Linked DNA regions of Gossypium hirsutum: region 1 is linked to region 2. The links are chromatin contacts, called in public Hi-C maps. All regions are on one chromosome and are shown on one strand. Each heading gives the region's core, a stretch centred on a gene start, on an enhancer-like site or on the middle of the called end of the contact. The rest is flanking DNA. Distances are from core to core; before and after follow the strand shown.

The links. Hi-C and Micro-C count contacts between places; a contact is called where the count stands out from the background.
Region 1: a Hi-C map of leaf shows a contact between it and region 2, with 1.6 times the contacts expected there. The contact joins the promoter of LOC107897552 here to the enhancer-like site in region 2. A contact is called at or near these places in 4 of 34 Hi-C or Micro-C datasets (leaf and seedling).

What each region holds. Positions count from the first base shown.
Region 1 is chrA11:55,767,503-55,773,057 of Gossypium_hirsutum_v2.1, reverse strand. LOC107897552 (receptor-like cytosolic serine/threonine-protein kinase RBK1) reads left to right here and starts at 1,498. Exons shown (of 8, transcript XM_016823043.2): 1 at 1,498-1,800; 2 at 1,910-2,356; 3 at 2,838-3,095; 4 at 3,193-3,347; 5 at 3,452-3,531; 6 at 3,615-3,750; 7 at 3,831-3,980; 8 at 4,072-4,537. The coding sequence starts at 1,788. The coding sequence ends at 4,230.
Region 2 is chrA11:55,596,438-55,601,873 of Gossypium_hirsutum_v2.1, reverse strand. No RefSeq gene overlaps it. Among protein-coding and RNA genes, the nearest start is that of LOC107898609, 22 kb to the right of the region's middle. Within about 2 kb of position 2,808, at least 8 of the 9 cell types and tissues checked have an H3K27ac peak or open chromatin away from gene starts, as enhancers often do. A contact at or near this core is called in leaf, where this site is marked.

The DNA of each region.
Region 1 (5,555 bases), core at 249-2,748, 170 kb before region 2:
TATGCACATATAAAATCATTTACAACTCGTCAATAATTTTCCTTTCATAAATCAAATATCATAAAATCTTATAAATTATTTTAAATTTCATTAATTTCTTTTAATGATTATAATCAATAAATTTACTATTATGCTAATTGTAATTATTATGATACAAATTAAATTGTGATATGAAAATTTTCTTCTGTTGTGAGAGCAGTGAATTAATTGAGATGATAAGTTTACATTTACGGCTTTTTCGAATATTTAGCCTGAATCAAATTCAATTATTCCTAATATTAAAGTTCTTATTCATACTAAATTTTAAAAATACTTTATTATTTTAACCTTATATGAAGGCTTGATAATTAAGAGTGTTCACCGCCTCAAATGTGATCTGAATTCAAATTGTGTTAGTCGCATTAATTATTCAGACTTTACCCCCTATTATCATAATTTACCAAAACAAAAATACTTCACTATTTACAAATGTCTACTATATTATTTAAATTTCAAATATCCCATATATTCTCATAATTTATTTTTGAATTTGTGCAAAAAATGAATACTTTATAAAATAATAAAATTCCACGCTCCAAACTTATCCTCTTTTGTTAAAAAAATAAAAGGTAGGTCAAAATCTAATTAAATGGCAACAAAAAAACGTCCCTTTTAATATCCCTAATTTTGTCCTTTTTAATTTTAATTAATCAATCTAATCCCTTAATCCTTCCCGCCCTGGGAGCTTTCATTTCATCGGTTATCGTACGGGCGTGGGGGCCTCCACACCCGCATCCCATCCACTAAAATAAATAAATATATATATTTGGTTTATTAAAATTCCCACCACATAAAAGGACATTCCTCATAATACCCAAAATACCCTCCGAAACGCTTGAAAATTACCAACCGTTGGTCGGTTCGTTAACTTTTCTCCCACCCCTTTACATGCGTAGTTGCGGCAGAAATCTCGAGCGCTAAAACCAACGGTCACGATTTCATCAGAACATATGATGGATTAATAAAATATTTTCTTTTGTTCATCAATAATTAATAATAAAAAGATTTGAAACTTTAAATAATACAAAGTTTAAATGCGTTTCTTTTGGTCTAATTTTAATTTCATCCTTCTATTTTATGAAATTTGAAACTTAGTCCTTTACATTACATTGTCAAAATTTAACTCTCATCCTTTACAAAAATGGAAAAATTAATTTAATTAGGTAATGCTATCAAACATTTATCTAAATTATAAACAAAAATAATTATTTTAATAATACATGCATAAAATCAAAAAAATTAACCATTCAATAATTTATATGCAATATATTAACGAAAATCAATTATTCAAATTCATGTAACTATCAAAAATTAAATTAGCTTGTCAATTTTTGTGGAGTATAAAGACGAAATTCAATAAACTAAAAAAAGACAACTTTTTAATATTCAGAAAGTATAGGGATGAAATTCAAATTATACCTTTTCCCTTTAAAAGAAAAGAAAAGTTTGTATAAATACAGGAGAGATTCCAAATCATTCTGATCAAACTGCAGGTTTTTTGAGCTTTGCTTTTGATTTGATGTCTCTAAGAATTACCAACTTCAAAAGATATACCCTTTCTTTTTTTTTCTTGAAGACCAAACAAGTCAGCCCACCTCAAAACATGAAAATGTAAAACTTTTTTTTTTTGTGGGATTTCAATGCTTGTTATGTATCCAAGAACATTTTCAAGTTCATAATATTGAATTGAAAAAATAGCAAGTTTTTGTTCATATTTCTTTTGATTACTTGAAAAAAAGCCTTGGATAATGGCTATGGAAGGTACCTTTCAGGCTTCTTTTCCATTTTGGGGTTTTGGGTTTCTTTCTGTTTATATTATTGTCGACAGTTTTCATGTTTTAGTGGGTTTGTTTTTGTTGTATTGGTGCAGAGACAGGGAGAGAGACAGTGGAAGAGAAAACTCCAGAAAAGGAATCGAAATCCAAGGAGATGAGAAGTGCATCGGTAAATGAACAGCCATCACCGAGATGTGTATTGGAGATTCCGGTGCTGGGATCCGACTCCGATACCAGCAGCTGCAGCAGCAATTCCAGTTCCTATTCTCCTAGGAAGCCTGTTTTTCAGAAAGGGAACAAAGACTCTTATGGTCTGCAATGGAAGAATTTAATTGGAAATGTTAAGAAGAAATATGTCAGAAGTTTCTCTCTTATTCCTTTGCTGACAAGTAATGATAAGAACTTAAGGAGGACAAAACTGGAAAAACTACATGCCTCTGAGGAAGAACATGTTGATATTAACTCCATTCCAGTTCCTAAACCATCATGGAAAAATTTTACCTACTCAGAGCTTGCTGCTGCTACTGATAATTTCAGTCCTGGTATGCAATTTCATTTCAAGCTTAATTTTCCTCTCTTTAAATCCAAAGTTTTAGCAGTTAGAAATTTTAGATAGATGAATTGGTTCAGTTTTTTCTAATCCGGTTTATATAGATGAAACAATCTTTTTAAAGTTGGTTAAATTTGAACGTTCTTATATTTAATTCTAGTTGAATTTATCAATTATTACATCGGCAGCCAGGCAGTCAAACTTGTCTGCAATTGAAGTCAACTTACTGGTTTAAAGAAAAGATTTATTTAATTTTTGACTAAAATGAAATTTAGTTGGGGGGTTGAAATGAAATTGATGTTGGAAAATGACCCTTGCTGTGAGCCATGTAACATCCTTGGAACTTTGATTGACTTAATGGTTCCCCTTTAATCATGGGGACATGAAATTGACAATTCACTTGACTTGTCTTTCCTGTGTTTTTGGTTGTATTTTATTGATGAATTGTGGTTCTATCTATCCTTCCATTGCAGAGAATTTGATTGGAAAAGGGGGCCATGCGGAGGTGTACAAAGGACATTTATCTGATGGTCAAATCGTAGCAGTGAAGAAGCTAATGAAGAATGAGAAACAAGAAGAGGATAGGGCCAGTGATTTCTTGTCTGAACTTGGGATTATTGCTCACATAAATCACCCTAATGCAGCTTGCTTAATGGGATTCAGCGTCGATGGAGGCTTGCACTTAGTACTTCAGTTTTCACCTCATGGCAGCCTTTCTTCTGTGCTTTTTGGTACAAAAAAAGAGTTTAATCAAAATGGCTGCAATTGTACTTTTGGGTCAACCATGACATAACCATTGGACTAACTAGGAAACATTCCGCTCTACAGGTTCACCCGAGCGCCTAGATTGGAAAACTAGGTTTAAGGTGGCGATTGGGATTGCAGATGGATTGGAATATCTCCATTATGACTGCCAGAGGCGCATTATACACAGAGACATAAAAGCCTCTAACATACTCCTCACTGAAGATTATGAAGCTCAGGTGCTTTCCATGCTCTGATATGTGTATTTTTCCACTGTTAATGGCTTGAGTTTATACTATTTGGTTGAAAACACCAAGCTTCTGATTTCTTCTTCACGTTGCAGATATCAGATTTTGGTCTGGCAAAGTGGCTTCCGGAAAATTGGCCTCACCATGTCGTCCATCCCATTGAAGGAACATTCGGGTTAGGCATGCAGCCCCTTTCCCTTCTTCGTTACTAGTATTGGTAATTTCATAAAGTCAGTAAATGTGTGGCCAATATCTCAGGTATTTAGCTCCGGAGTATTTTATGCATGGAATCGTTGATGAAAAGATTGATGTATTCGCATTTGGAGTTCTATTGCTGGAGATAATAACAGGTCGCCGTGCAGTCGATTCAGCCAGACAAAGCCTTGTGATTTGGGTACATTCTGCACCAAAGTCATCAAACTAGCGAAAGCATTTGAAATGATATTATGAACTTATTTGTTGTCTTGTTTACAGGCAAAACCGCTCCTACAACAGAACGAAGTAAAGGAATTGGTAGATCCTGGGCTAGGAGACAATTATGATCCAAGTGAAATGAAACGTACAATGATAACCGCTTCCATGTGCATTAATCACTCGGCCAGTAAGCGTCCAACCATGATAAGGGTACGAAACGAATTCAAAAGCATCTCCTTTTGTTCCCTTTGTTTTCCATTCGGAGCATGGCAGGAACCGCTAAATTCTTTGCAATTTTCAGGTTGTGGAGTTGCTGAAGAACAAAGAGAGTCCGGTAGAGGGTGAGCTGAAATGTTGTGGTGAGAGAGGAATAATTGCAGACAGCTTGGATTTGCAAGATTATAGTCGAACCAGCTACCTAAATGACTTAAATCGTCATAAGCAACTGGTTATGGAGTGACAGGCTTAGTTGTTGTCTGAAAATTTGAAACAAAGATAAGAGTAATGGCCCTGCTGGGGTGGGTGTGTTGTAGATAAAAATCCATTAAATGACCCAACTTTTCCCAAGAGTAGATTGGTATACATAGCATAGAAGAAAATGGCATCAATGTCCAAAGCCATTGGATTGATGAAACTAAAGGGAAAGCTAGGAGTGAAGCGCCATTGGGTCAATATTGTACTTTTAATTTACAAAACCAAGAAATTAAATTCTATGTCAAAAATGCATTTCTGCGTTTCATACAATAAACTAAACGGATTAGTAGTGAGACCCAACTCTTGCATTAAGAAAAAAATAAAATAGAAAGCACACTTAACTAAGCCGAGTAGAAAAACCCAAGAAAATAGATCCAAATGGCGTTTTATGTTACTTGATCTGAATCAAAATTTTATTTTAAATTTTTTATATTAAAAAAATTATTCATTCTTTTATATTTACTTAATTTTTAAAAAGATATATGGCAAGCTTTAAAACTTTATTAAATAATATCTAATTGATTTTATCATAATAAAGTTAAAAAAAAATCAGAAACCAAACTATCACAGATTGTTTGAAAGATGAAAAGAAAGAAAAAAAAGTATACCAAACACAATCACAAACTTCAAAACCCTCATCGAAACTATACCCTTTAAACATAGACCTTTAATTTGTCGATATCTCAAATTTTCAGAATAAAGAAAGTTTATGCTTTTTATAACCGATTTCGTCAAATACTTGTAACTAATAATGTCTCATTAAAATTTTAAGCTCGTTTTTAGATTTAGATTTGGCTTGATTAAAAAAAATTTAAAATTTTGTTCAAGTTCGAGCCAGATAAAAAATATTAAACTCAAGCCAGATCTGATTTGTCTGGATTAATTTTTTATATAAAAATAAATTTTAAAAATATAATACATCAAGTACTTTAAAAATATTAAAATAAATATTTTTCAATAAATTAAAAATACATTTTAAAAAAATTTATACTTAAATAACACTTGTAACTTAGCAAGAAAATATTTCTAAAATAATAACAAAATTAATAATAAAATAAAAAATATATAATATCCAATTAATAAAAATAAAATAATAGCAATTTAATAACAATATGTAAATAAAATAGCAATAAAACAGTTGATTTTGATTGGCTCAGTCTAATTAGAAAATAAAATTTATTTTTTAAACTTATATTTTTAAGTAAATTCTTCCACTTTTTAAACCAGACTATAAATCTAAATGGATAATCTAACCCAGAAGTTTTGCTTGACAATTATTTTTTATTATTTGAAGAAAGGTATGTCCCGTAT
Region 2 (5,436 bases), core at 1,559-4,058:
AATGATAAACATTTTTCGAAAGATTTTTATTATTATTTTAAATTAAGTGAAATTTATAAAATTGTGCTTGATAATATTCAAACCTAAAACACCATAAATTTTAAATTTTTATCATTTCAACTAATTTTTTTAAAATTTATTTATTACATGAATTTTTTCATGAATATGTCATAATTAAGCATCTAATTATTAATATACGATAAATACAACTACTTATTAATACATATATAACTATACATTGATGAATATATTAATTATTAATATAAAAATAAAGTCAACTATATTTTCAAATTTATTTTTCTAATTCTTCAACGAATATAATCTAATTAAAATTTATATTTTCTATATATGCTGTATATATATATATACAGCCATGTAATGAGTTACATACAATTTCACATCACAAGTTTTAAAATTGTAATTAACTTTATCTAAAGAATATGTGCTATGCAAATAACAAATTATTACTTAAAAGGATTAATATATAGATTAGCCTTTGAATTTGATAAATTTTTTTAGATTAATTTTTTGAATTTTTTCTTAGATCAAATTGGTCCTTAAGATTGACATTTGTTACTTGTGTATGACACGTGGACAAATGAGAGAATAACAAATGTCTTTGTATATAATTATTCTAAATTTTAAAAAAATTAAAATTAAAAAGACAAACAATTTTAATATATATTTAAAAAATATTTAAAAAATTAGTTTAAATTTCATAAAATTATAAAAATTGAATATATAAACAATTCAAAAAATATTTTAAAAATAAAAAATATATAAAAATTCAAAAAATTTAAATTACGAAAAAAAAAGTTTAAAAATGAACTAGCGTTGACCAATCAGGTGTTGACCAATGTTGACCAGACAATTTTTGCTTTTTGAATTTCTAAAATAATTTTTGAATATTTTATATTTTTAGTTTTCCAAAATTTTAACTTTTTTTTAAATTTTTCAAAATATTTTTTAAAATTTTTAATATTTTCCATGTTTCTTTTTTTAACTAATTTTTATTTTTTAATTATATATCTTTAATTTTTAGAATTTTCATAATAAATATATTATATATATTTTAAAGATTTGTTTATTTTTTGAATATATATATTTTAAATTTTTTAGAATAATTAAAAAGTAAGACATGTGTTGTTTTTCTATTTGTCTATATGTCATCCCTATATTTGGCCACGTTACTCATTGTTGCTTAAGGTCAATTTTTTAAAATATTAAATTGCATTTGTTGGGTTGGAATGATTCATGAAAGAAACTCGTACAAAAGTAAACATGAATATGCCAATTACCTTTCAAGCAATATTTTCAAGGTTCATTCATAAAGATTAGCATGTTCATATTTACTTTTGTATGAGTTTGTTCATATTTACTTTTATATGAGTTTCTTTCAGGTGTCAAGAAATAAACACACGTCCATCCGGAGCAAGACACTGATAGCCATTATGATGAGAATTGTAGCCAAGAAAAGTACATGGGTGAGATCGAAACTCTAACTTATGTTGATTAAACGATCGAAGGTACGGATAGCAACAACACCCAAAACAGGAAGATGATCATATTTCGGAGGAGTACCATAAAGCACCAAATACGAGACTAATTTTGAAGAACCGAAGTGGGCAATCGATTTATCAAATGCATAGCACATGAAAAGGCATATCCCCAATACTTCATTAGAAAATGGGCTTAAGCTAGTAATGTGAGCCCAACTTCCACTATATGATGGTGCTTTCTTTCAACAATCTTATTTTGCTCGAATGTGAGTGGGCACGCAACACAATGGAGAATTTTGTGCTAAGCCAACAAGGAAGTAAAAGAGCGAAATTCACCACTCCAGTCACTCATATCTTTGCCAAACTGAACTGTAATCATCTTCTGAAAACGAACAAAACAACCAACAGCTTGAGACTTTTTTGGGATAAGAAGGAACCATGTAAACCGGCTACAAACATCAACAAATGAAACATAATACCAACTAGTCCCACAATTAATAGAAGCAAGAGGTCTCCATAGGTCAGAAACAACTAAATCAAATGGATGATGATACACTGTGATAGAAGCTGAAAATGGTAACTTGTGCGACTTCCCTTACTGACAAGTAGAACATACATGCTGAAATTTATTAGTATTAACAAAAACATTACAAGTTTTTAAAACTAAACTGACAATACTCGACAACGAGTGCCCAATTTGACAATGCCACAACTTAAACAAATTACACTTAGAAGGCAAATAGGAACTAGTGCCCAATTCTACATTGTCAAAAGACATTTCAGCACCTTGAACAGAACTCATATTGAAGGAAGACGGCATCAGAGAAAACAGATACAATCCTTCATATGTGTGGTCTTGAAGAAAAATTTTCTAGGTCTGTATATCGATTATAAGAAAATGAAACGAGTGAAACTCGAAAAACACATTATTATTCCTAGCAAATTGAGAAATCGAGAGTAATTTTTTTTGAATCTTTGGGAACTTATACCATCACCCATAAGCTGAGGAATTTTCCCTGAATATTCACTCAAATTATTCAATAATGATGCCTCCTGACATACATAATTGGTGGCACCCGAGTCAGGCTATTTGGATAAGGTATGGATAAGCCCAGCAACATGTGATAATAAGGGCCTAGTAGCATCATTCGGTCGAAATGCCCAGCAGCACTAGAAAGGCATAACCCAACAACCCTAGTTGACAAAACAGGCCCAGTGGTAGGAGACAAATACGTCCCAGCAGTAGTACTTGGCAGCACCGAAGACCCAGCTACAGTATTATGCAAAAACACGGGCCTAGCATTATTCAAGAGCCCAACAACAGACCCAACAAATGAATCCCTAATCCCGAACACAGCCTGAAGTCCATACCCATAAGCAACACGATTTATTTGGGTCGTTGGTCTTAATGAATAGATCGGGTCATAAGAGAAATGAGGAAAATTATGAGGGCTTGAAGGAAACCCTAAAAAGCTATTGGCAAAAAACCCCCTAGCATTGGTGCAGCCATCGAAATATCCTCCAAACCTTGAGACAAAGAAGGCGCTGAAAAACCATCAAAATCTCTGTTAAATTGGTAGAAACACCTTTGAACAAGGTGGCCAAGTCGACCACAAAGCTGACATTGAGGACAACCCCTAGAACTCTGACCACGACCTCGAGAAAAACTATTACTACCTCTTGAAAAAGAGCCCACTGAGCGAAATGGAGGCACAAAGTCAGAAGGAGAAACCGGAATAAGCAAAACTGTGTGGTACACAAGATTGGCTTAAACCAAAACCACAAAATGCTTTTGTTGATTCTCACATTTAAGAAGAATGTCAACCAAGCGATCCATCCTCAGAGGTCCGGCGCAAATGATGTAATGGTGGCCACGACCTCAAACTCCACTAGAAGGTTTGCTAACACTATGTCAACTTGGTGGGTATCCGGAATAAAATGACCCGAGGCAGTAAGAAGATCACATACATTTTTTTTATTTTGGCCAAGTACTCTTTAACAGATAAATAACCTTTCTTCAAAGAGTGCAAGCCATGCTTTAGCCGTGAGATTTTGGCACTAGAGACAGCAACAAATAATTGAGTCATTTTGCTCCATACTTTGTGTGTAATGGTAGCACCTGTAAAATACAATAAGATTTTGCCACTGATTGTGGATAAGAGCTAAGAGGTAAGAAGTTTATCTTGTTGATTAGAGACCAACTTCCTTTCTAGATCCGGTACAAAATGATACAGAGTTGAAAGAGTGTCATTAACATAATCGGTAAGGCCATATCCATCTATAATGAGTTTTAGTTGGTGTTGCCATTGAACGAAAGTATCTTCTCTAAGATTTATTTTCTTGATTTTAGGGAAGGATTACACCATTCAACAGGTTCTTTCTCTATCAGGAAAGCACGATAAAGACGAGTTATGGACAAGAGCAGAGTTCCTCAGGGACATTGCTTCATTTGTGGACACATCCGGTGAAATGGTAGCCATGGAGCATAGTGGAAATTAGCTTGGGAATCGGTGGATGATACCATGAAAGAAACTCATACAAAAGTAAACATGAACATGCTAAACTTTGTAAATAATCCTTAAAAATATTGCTTGATTGATTGAGTACATGATGAGGGTATTTATACACATACAAAAAGGAGGATAGCAAGTTGAATATGTTATAAGAATCTAACAGACTCTAAAGTTCATTGAAAAAGCTGGTGGCAAATAAGCTCCTAGGCAAAGATGTTTTAACCCTGATGGTGTTGTATTTGATGAAGGAGATGGCGGTGCAACTGTTGTGACGATCTCAGATTCAGGTTTGGCAAAGATGGCTTTCCGAAGTCAAAGGTGCTATGTTGGATTGAAATGGGGGGCTGGAAGCTTGGTGAGCTAAACGTGACACTGTAGGCAGTGTCAAGCTTGGGAGTTTATTAGGTTAAAATATTAAGTTTGATAACGATGGACTTATTAGTAGGGATGGATCCAAGGGGTGCAGGGTGGTTGCCCCCTTGGAATTTTTAGATTTTTGAGTTTTATATATAAATTATTATGTATTTTAAATTTGGTATCCACATTATATAACATTCGTTCCTTGGCCAAATTGTATTTCATATAATTCGCCCCCTTATGCTATAAGATTATACTTTAAATTAACAATGTAATGACTCAAAATTTATGGGTATCAGAAATTGTGTTTCTGGGTTACTGTTCTCATAAATTGGGTTCGTAAATATTTATTAGAAATATTTACGAATATTAGTTGAGTGATTAATTAGATTTTGGCTAGATGAATTAGTTTGAGTTAAGGTTAATTTAGTGTAAGGACTAGATTGAATAAAGTGTGAAAGTTGAATTTTTGAATAAAGAAAAATTAAGGGACTAAATTAGCAATTAAGCCATAAGTGCCACATGTATGGTAAAATTTAAATACATGTGTAATAAATATTATACATACATTTGTAATACATGTATGTATTTACTTATTATTTTAGTTAATAATATTTATTACTAAAATATAATATAATAATATAATAAAACATAATATAAAATAAATGAAATAAAGTTAGAAAAAGAGAAGGTAAAGAGACAAAACAGAGAAGAACATGGGAGAAAAAGAAGGAAAGAAAAAGAAAAGGGAAAATTTAAGTTTTAGGGTTTGAAGCTTAATTTGGAAAGTCAATTTAGTCCCCTTTTTTTGTAATTTTTATGTTTTAGAAGCTTTAGAACAAATTTTTGTTGGAATAAACTTGAGGTTTTGGAGGTTTATAGGTTTTTAAGCATTGTTCATGTTGAACAAATTGTTGAATTAGGGATTTAATTGAATGAATATCAAGTTAGAATTAATTAAGGGATTAAATTGTAAAAGAAGCTATAAGTTTTATGTTAGAGGGACTAAATTTAAAAAAACTTGAGATTAGGGTTTTACCATGAATATTTGATGGTTAGGGTGAATA